2 separate regions of the Bombyx mori genome follow, and region 1 is linked to region 2. A link is a contact called in public Hi-C data. All regions are on one chromosome and are shown on one strand. The core of a region is the stretch at or near the end of the contact, and the rest is flanking DNA. Distances in the headings are between cores, read along the strand shown.

Region 1 (4,895 bases), core at 1,327-3,826, 41 kb before region 2:
AATCAGTCCGTGACCGTGCCGCGTTTATTCTCGGTAGACTCTACCCCATGATCTGTAAGCGGAGTAAAATGTCCCTTCGGAACAAGGTGACACTTTACAAAACTTGCATAAGGCCCGTCATGACTTACGCGAGTGTGGTGTTCGCTCACGCGGCCCGCACACACATAGACACCCTCCAATCCCTACAATCCCGCTTTTGCAGGTTAGCTGTCGGGGCTCCGTGGTTCGTGAGGAACGTTGACCTACACGACGACCTGGGCCTCGAATCAATTCGGAAATACATGAAGTCAGCGTCGGAACGATACTTCGATAAGGCTATGCGTCATGATAATCGCCTTATCGTTGCCGCCGCTGACTACTCCCCGAATCCTGATCATGCAGGAGCCAGTCACCGTCGACGCCCTAGACACGTCCTTACGGATCCATCAGATCCAATAACCTTTGCATTAGATGCCTTCAGCTCTAATACTAGGGGCAGGCTTAGGGACCCCGGTAACCGTACTCGTCGAACTCGACAAAGAGGTCGACGTGCAACCTAACCCATGCATCAGCCCGCTGAGTTTCTCGCCGGATCTTCTCAGCGGGTCGCGATTCCGATCCGGTAGTAGATTCATTCGCGAAACAATTGCTCTTGAGTTGTTAGGTCTCCTTCGGAGGCGCTCGGGCAGTTGTTAGCAAATCCCACCCCTCTTGGCTGAGCCTTTGCTCGCCCACCTGTCCTGGTGAAACTGGAAAGGCCTTCGGGTCACCAGTAAATTTTCAATCATAAAAAAAAAAAAAAAAAAATTCAATTCGGCTGGTTGTACGAGCCCTCTAAGTAATGTATTGTTCATAACAGAAATGACGTTTGTTAGTAATTGGTTGACACGTAACCACTATTCATAGTATATTTACATATTACCAAACTAACTTTAAGTTCACATCAACAAACAATAAAGAAATAAAAGAAAAGTTACATAAACGAACCGTTTTCCTTATATCTCTCCTCTAATTAAGACTACGACTACTCGTATATAAGGAAGAGTAGAATGTTGTTACTTAATTTCCAAATTGACAGCCCTATATGCGATTAATTTTTCCATTCCATCAACCGTCGTAGGTATCAAATTAAATTTTACAGCATTCCTAACGCCTTTGAGTGCTAAACGAAAAAGTGTATAATGTTTTTTTATATTTAACATGGATGTTCAGATGTAGACGAAAATAACAAGAATTTGTTTTGGGTAATGAACACTTCTTCTTTTTCTCCACCCTATCCCACTAAGTGGAGTCAGCACAGCGAATTTTTCTATTCCATTCTCTTCTATCAGCCGTCATCTCAACACTCATTCCTCTCTCTCTCTCATATCGTCATTCACACACTCCATCCATGTCTTCTTCCGTCGACCTCTTCCCCCTCTACCTTACACTACCATTTCTATACATAAAAGGTGACAGGGGGATCTGGGGGCGGAATGAAACACTTTCTTTGAAAACTTTTTCTAGTTAAAACTAAAAAACTCAACAAGGTATTTGCGAGTATTCTAGAAAGTGACATACCAAATAGTGACCAAAATACTCGTTACACACACCATTTAACGTTGTACATTTACCCCTAAGCTTACCCATTTACATTTCCCCATAACCTTACCCCTGTACATTTACCCATTTACATAACCTTTTCTCTTGTGTTATGTTTTAGATAATATGTCTCAAACACACCGTAAACACCTTTACCCAAATGTATTTCACAAAGACACTTACTGTAGCTGAAATTTTGTATTTTTTACAGATATATGTTTACAATTTTGGCCTAACCAAGAATTTGAACAGAATAACAATGAAACGTGAAATTATAAATTCATTCTAATGTTAACCTGATGAAAGCATATTTGAAAACTTATTTATAAATATGGATATATTATTAATGTTTTCGAAATATTATATGGAGCAGAGAAACAGTGTCGCATCCGTTATAATGGTGCATGTCGTTCTCGCGGACTGCTGCCAAGTTTTAATTTACGGTTCCACAGAATTTATGAACCTTACCGCTCTTCACGGCAATATTTTTATTTTTCATTTCAGACCGCTGAATGCGAGATAGCCTTTAAAATAAACATACGGACCCCGAACGAAATTAGACCCTTAGACGTTGTATTATAACTCTTACTTCAGCATTTTTTTGTTTGGTCCCTTAAATACGTAATTTGCATTTGTAACTTGCGAAAAAGTTTCACAGGTTAACCAAGCATGTTAAGTTTAATTGGACACTTGTTTAACATTATATTTTCAAACGAAGCGCCTAAATTTTACATTTGCGATAAAGGCGGTCCTAACGAACTTTTCTTTTTAAGCCGAATTGGCGACTCCCAAACCGGTCGCTTCACTTTCGACAATCGGTCAGATGTTTGACCAAAACACGATCGACGACCGAATCATCTCGCCGAATGACTCAGAACGATTAAGTTTTTAGGTGCTTTCTCCCACACCTGCCCGAAAGGGGCACGGATCACGGATACGAACACTTTCCACTGGGGGAAATGGGAGCAGCGTTTTGCATGGCCTTGATTCGAGACAAGCCGCGTTGCCGCGCGTTATACACGGACACCGCGACCAGTCCACAGTCTGCAACGGGCGCTCGAATCGTATACCCGTCGATCTGGCCTAATCGATTTACGGCGCCGATACTTCGCCGCGAGTGATACTTTACTTGCCTCTAGTGATCGTGAAGTGACGCGAAAGTGATTTGTGAACAATTGCAAGGATATCGGGAGCAAATCTGGAGCGACACATTATCAACGGGAGGTGTGTGTTCTTTTAATTACCAAACTTTAGTGGTTCAACAGATATTACTTTCAAAATATAATTGTTTGTTTTGTGAATGGATACCGATCGTTCAGTTGCTGTATGATATTTTCTACCGCTTCGAAGACGCATCGGCCCGGCATGCAGAGAGTCTTGAGTTTTTTATTTGTTGTTTGCGCAAAAAATGTGAAAGTTACTCGACTCGCATAACTTGAATATAGCTTAGCGAGCAGTTATCGCGCCGTCACGCTTTGTTAGCGCACCAGTCGCTCGTCCAATTAAAAATGAACGTATCTAACTTAATTTATTTTCACCTACATTAAAGTTCTTAATATTATTGAGAAACGTTATTTTATTGTTGTGATCAATTAATATAACAATCCGAATGCTTTATAAATTCATTATATCTGCACAAGTGATATTTGCGAGCTAATGCTTCGAGAGACCATAATAAATCAACAAGTGTGTAAAAAAATAATTCCATTATTCCAAATAAGACTGTTTTATGTAAGGCTAAGTAATAATAAAAAAATTGGTAATGCCGCCAAAATCAATCGAAGTTAGATGTTTAAGCACCTTATTTGAAATTAATTTGAATGATCAAGGGGTTGTACAACGGTTATGGAAATATCACATGTGAATATTTGTAACCATATTTAATAATAAAAATATTTCGTTTTGAGCTCATGATTATTGCTCCTAGGGTGTCCTATGTCATCCTTTATATGTTTCATATATTAATTCATCAATATGTATTAATTCACATTCTTAGATCGTGATCGGTGCTTCCCATAGTTGAAAGGATTTTAGAACCGTACAATTCACTCCATCAGTTGGCCATTCATACCAAATCTATAGCTTTTGTGAACTGTATATTCCTTCCTTCAATTCAAATTTTAATTTTAATAGTACGCGTGAATTAATTCATAAAGGCACACGTCTAAATCTTCAAGTATGTGAGTAATTAAAGGTACAGAATTGGAATTTCCGCGTGGAATTTCTTTGGGTACAGGTAAAGTCCGACAGGAATAATTATGTACGGAATGTCGTACACATATTTCTCTTTCATGTAACAAAATACTGAAAACCAATATTTTAACAATTCCTTGTTCTATGTATGATCTAAATATTATGTAGGTAAATATAGAATATGCAGATGAAATATGTAGTACCCGATAAATGCCGTACAAAGATTAAGGCTTCAAGACCTTTGATAGTCGTGCTATGACTGTAAATAAGTTTGTTGAAATTTAAATTTATATGTAGATTTTACAACGGCCACACTATCGTCCAAATATTTGAAGCCTTATTTCATAAAAATATTTATATTCAAATTAAATCCAAGTTGATATTTTGTTTCTCTAGTTCGGTGATATTTTGGAACTTTTTAGAATTATGCCCTGGGCTTGGGATTGGAAAATAGGATAAGGGTGAGATGCGCCCGAGGTGGTATATACTTTGAGGGTTTTTATTAAAATTAATTAATTTGCCGGCGTTTCGACCCTCGGGATATTTCGTATCATTGCCCTGTCCTCTAAACGCCGTTCGGATTATTTTTGGATTGGGAGGACAATGTCATACTACTGATTCCCTGTAGATAAGAGTTTGTTGAAGTCGAATCGTTTGTCGTACAACAAACTGAATCAGAACCTCAGATTGTTCGAGACTCAAACAAGGCAGAGAAAGCCGTTGAAGAGTTTAGCGCGAAGCGAATCTCTTGCGGGAACTAGTACTATGGAATAAAAATACGGATCAGGCAGTAGTAAATTCTTTTGGTCTATGTACAGACAGACTAAATTTTCATGTTAAATTAATTAGATTAATAATAAAGTAAACAGTAATTAAGACATTTTATTTCCTACCTAAGCTGATGGTCTTGAGAGAAACATATCAGCGTCACCGGGCGAGTTGGTGAGCTCACGAAGCTCAAACCCGACGTTGTTGCTAACATGAACCCTAGCAAGAGCCGTTCTTCGCAGAATCTACCTCCGGATCGGAAACGCGACCCACAGAGAAGGTCCGGCGAGAAACTCAGTGGGCTGTGTCTGTGGATTATTTTACTTGCCGCGCTCTTCGTCGCAAGCGACGGGTTCTTAGAGAACGATGACCGG
Region 2 (4,465 bases), core at 1,455-3,954:
CGAATCAAATTTCAACACCGCTTTTACGACCCTTTGAATTACGGTCCCGATCAGGATTGAGGTTTGTGTGAATTTATGTTTGACCTTCGAATAGTCTTAAAGTGCCTGTGGTATTTCCAATTACTATTTCTATTTACCATTATTTATGAGGCATTCGGTTGGATTTGTTGCAAATATGTTGGCGGTAATGAAAGTCAAAAGGTAATGTAAAAAAGTCGGCTTGATTGCAAACAGGAAAACCCCAGCTAAAGAGACGGAATTATAGTATTGAGATCAAGCTTTTCCAAAAGTAAGATGGTTGTATTATTGCACATATTATTTGATATTAAATAACTATGCAATAGATTATTTAAAAATATTCTCGTGCGTCGTGTTTTGATGACTAAAAACTTGACAATAACAAGCTCGTAGCTTTACATTGTCGGGATTCCAACTTCACTAACTAAAACTACAGTGGCTACTAACAATGAGACTTCAAAACCAATTACTGAACTTTATTGCCGGCCAATACTACATAGTTTACTACCGAATGTTTATCTCTAAGCTTTTATTTTATCTTAAGTTGGATGTTAAAACTTTAACTTAGACATAATAATGAAATTCAATTTCAAGATAAGATACGCATTAAGTTTGGAATTAGGGAGTCATTGAAAACGGGTGCTCATATTTTGATTGTGAAAAAAAAGTGTTTATTATAAAAAAAAGAGGAGCTTAAACCTTACAACTTATACGGTTTCATCAAAACCGGCTCAATACGTAACACTAAAACAAGATTATTTACAAACAGACTGAATAATATTGGTAATTAAGAGAAGTTATTTCGAAAAGCTTAATGTTTAAAGCAATCGCAAGATGTTCTCTACTAGGCATTGGATTTCCTTAAATACATATATCACTTTATAAATACTCATCCGCGTTTATATGCCCTTCATGAAGCCACAAAAATCTCCAGCTTATTGATTGTATAATATAACAACAGATCGTAATTTGTTACTGAAATTCTCCAATGCATGACTTGTCGGGTATGACGGGGATTCTTCGACTGCGAGACCTTTCACCAAATGTATGTACCAGGCGGATCGTTACGTAATCACATACGTCATACACGCAGAGTTCACTCACATCTTACGACATCGGAGATCCTGAGGACTTGCCAAGTGGTTCTCAAGTACTTTGAAACATTTTTAATCGAAGTTTCGAGCAAATACGACAAATATATTGTGATTGGAACTTCACATTTTCACAATTTTAAAATATACAAACAAATATATATCATGATCGATCTCGACCGAAAAACATAAATATTGGAATCAAGAATAAATAGTGTAGTGTTCATTATTAAGCAGTTCAGTAACTGACAGTTAAATTAATTGCGTTTTGTCGGTAGCATTCTGATAAGATGGTACACCATACATCACGATTGCTAATTAATTAATAATGCTAAGCGTTGACAGATTGTTTTCGTTTTGTGCGCATTATCAGTTATCTACTGGGATAAACTTGGGTTTTATGGGGCTATGGGCTAACTTTTCTCACATACATTAACAACATCAATGCCGTCAACTACCTATAGTTTTGATATGTCTCTATTGTGAAATAATAAAATTATATATTTCTTTTGGTATTGATTTATGTAACATGATTTTATTCTTTCATTGTAAAAGTAGTTTGAGAATACACCGTAATATTTGGCTAATTTTAATTAATAATTGTATTAATAGATTTATACCTGCTTACAAAATAAATTTGAATCTATTCTCTTCATATTATTTTTTATTTTCTCCACAGCCAGTCTTATTTGTACTTCATTACCAATTGTAGTTTAGTAGATCAAGGTAGTTTAAAAAACTGCGTTTTGTTTATTTTGTGATTAGAGAATACAGCACTTTAGCAAACATAATAAAAACTGAACTATCAATAAATACATTTATGAGGAGTTTTTTTATTCCGAACTATTTTATTGTCTGAAGTTCATTGACCGAAAAGCGTCGGAGTATAAGCCGGAGAAAGTTATAGTTAATCAGCATGCCCACGACTAACTCAGCTTACGTCACTTCCGTATCCCGAATAACGAATAGATTGTAGATAAGCGTGATACTTTGTAGACAGCTTTCATTCGGATTGCTTTTATTGTAATGAAAATGTTTGCGCAAAGGTCGCGACACTGTTTACGTAAATCATTTATTGTGTGTGGTTTATTATGTTCTAAATAATTTTGTGAATCTATAAAAAGTGTGGCTTGACGAACTTCCTTACCTTAGCAAATATACTTATGATGAACAGATTCGTTTGCTATGTGTGTGTGTGTGAGAGAGAAATTTCTTTTTTGTATTATTTTTGTAATGATAGCGATAAATCTGTTTTTTGTAAATATGCCGCCTTCATTTTAAGAAAAAATAATATGTTTTTCTTTTTATTGTTTAGATGGGCGGACGAGCTCACAGCCCACCTGGTGCTAAGTGGTTACTGGAGCCTATAGACATCTACAACGTAAATGCGCCACCCACTTTGAGACATAACTTCTAAGGTCTCAATGTAGTTACAACGGCTGGACCACCCTTCAAACCGAAACGCATTACTGCTTCACGGCAAAAATAGGCTGGGCGATGGTACCTACCCGCGCGGACTCACAAGAGGTCCTACCACCAGTAAAAATGTAATGAATATTAAATTCAGAACATGGATAATGCGCGGGAAAGCCCGACAGAGCGCAGAGTACGTAACGGCTAAGTGGCGCGAGGACATGCATACCTCGAACGTGTCCGGAATCCTCATTAGTGCGCGCATCAATTATTACTGCAATAAAGTGTATTTTCTTAAAACTAGTGCCTAATTATTGATAATAGACGATGACGGTGTTTTTTTTTGATAAATTGTGTTTTTAAGAAATTACCTATATTTAAATACGAATTACATATTGATAAAATGATGAAATATTCTAAGATCGTTTATTTATTTAAGCATTACCAACAGGGTTTACAGTAAGACATAAAATAACATTGACATGTATAGACCAATTGATAACTGCAACTCTAATTAGAGGCAATCACAGCATCCATTACATTAATGTATCAACAGAGATTTAACAATACTAATACTAATAATAAAAAATTAAAAACAAAAGAAAGACAACAAGGACAGTAATACCCGAGTACTCAGACCAAGGCTGAGGCTGAAGTTCAACAACAACTTTTTATAATTTTGTTCCTGAATATTGGAAGGGAATCGCCAAATATGTCAAGGTTTTCAGCTTTTCTGACTAGATTATTATAAAGGTTAGTTAGACGAGGAGCAGGTGAGTGCTTGCCTAGATAGGTTCTGCTAAAGCGGGTGCTGAAAAGAGAAACGTTTAGGTATTTTTAAGTGAACACATGAGTAAAAATGAGACAAATAATATAAATAAACAATTAATTTTCTTGGTCTAACCTTAAACCAAAAACTCATTGGCTTCGGGTGGCTTAACAACGCCATCTGCTAGAATAGCTTTAGTGCTATTGTGTTTTTAAAGCAGTTAGTTGCTCGATTATGAAAAATTGTATTATTATTCGCCAATAGACGTCGGGAAGAGTCATAAAGTTGATTATCGATAAAGTTGATTATTGAAAACACGATAAAAACAACATTTTCTGAAAATAAATCGTAGCTAGATCGATTTATCGCCCCCGAAATCCCCTGTATACTAAATTTTATAAAAGTCATTGGAGCCGTTTCCGAGATTCAGATTATATATAATATATAAAATAATTGCTCGTTTACAGGTATAAGATAAGATAAGATTTACAGGAGAAAGCCGTCAAATACATCTAATCATCTTCCTTTTCAAATTATACAAATGAATATTCATTTGTTTGAACTTTTTTTTGTTGTTTAAGATCTTTGCGTCGCGTTTGTGTTAAAACTTTGTACAGTTGCTGGAACTCTACATTAGGTTTCTGGCACCACACTAACAATTGGGTTCCAATATTTTTTTCTTTTCTTACATTTTCAATCTCGATCGACTAGTTAGTACAAGTACCGATCAAAATAAAATCTTAAAGACGTTTTGGTGCTCTTGCATTACGGTATAGAGGCTCGGATAGCCATAAATCCAATGCAATTAAGACTTCTATTTCGTGTTTCGGGGCCATACTGTAAAGAAGAGCGAACAAGTGGACAACGTGTTCACATTTGAAATTTAAATCATAAAAACTAAATTTAATGCTTAAGCCCTAAGCTGCATGAATGAAATCAGCCACAGACACAGCCCACTGAGTTTCTCGATGGATCTTCTCAGTGGATCGCCATTCCGACCCTGTGGTAGATTCAGCGAAGCACTGCTCTTGATAGGTCTAGTGTTAGCAAATTCTCTCAGGTTGAAACCGTGAGCTCAACCATCCGGGCGTAACTAGAATAATCACTTAGGCTAACAGAGAAACGCAAGTTGTTTTTAAAAATCTATACTGATATTATAAAGCTGAAGATTTTG

The links. A called contact is a pair of places that touch in the nucleus more often than the background predicts.
Region 1: a Hi-C map of whole pupa shows a contact between it and region 2, with 1.8 times the contacts expected there. The contact joins the promoter of LOC101741191 here to the enhancer-like site in region 2. A contact is called at or near these places in 2 of 7 Hi-C or Micro-C datasets (middle silk gland and whole pupa).

What each region holds. Positions count from the first base shown.
Region 1 is chr25:9,968,792-9,973,686 of ASM3026992v2, reverse strand. It overlaps LOC101741191 (kielin/chordin-like protein), which reads left to right and starts at 2,576. Exons shown (of 24, transcript XM_012689612.4): 1 at 2,576-2,784.
Region 2 is chr25:9,928,025-9,932,489 of ASM3026992v2, reverse strand. The region is part of intron 1 of LOC101741191 (kielin/chordin-like protein); the gene reads left to right. Among protein-coding and RNA genes, the nearest start is that of LOC134201452, 9.5 kb to the left of the region's middle. Within about 2 kb of position 2,704, at least 2 of the 8 cell types and tissues checked have open chromatin away from gene starts, as enhancers often do.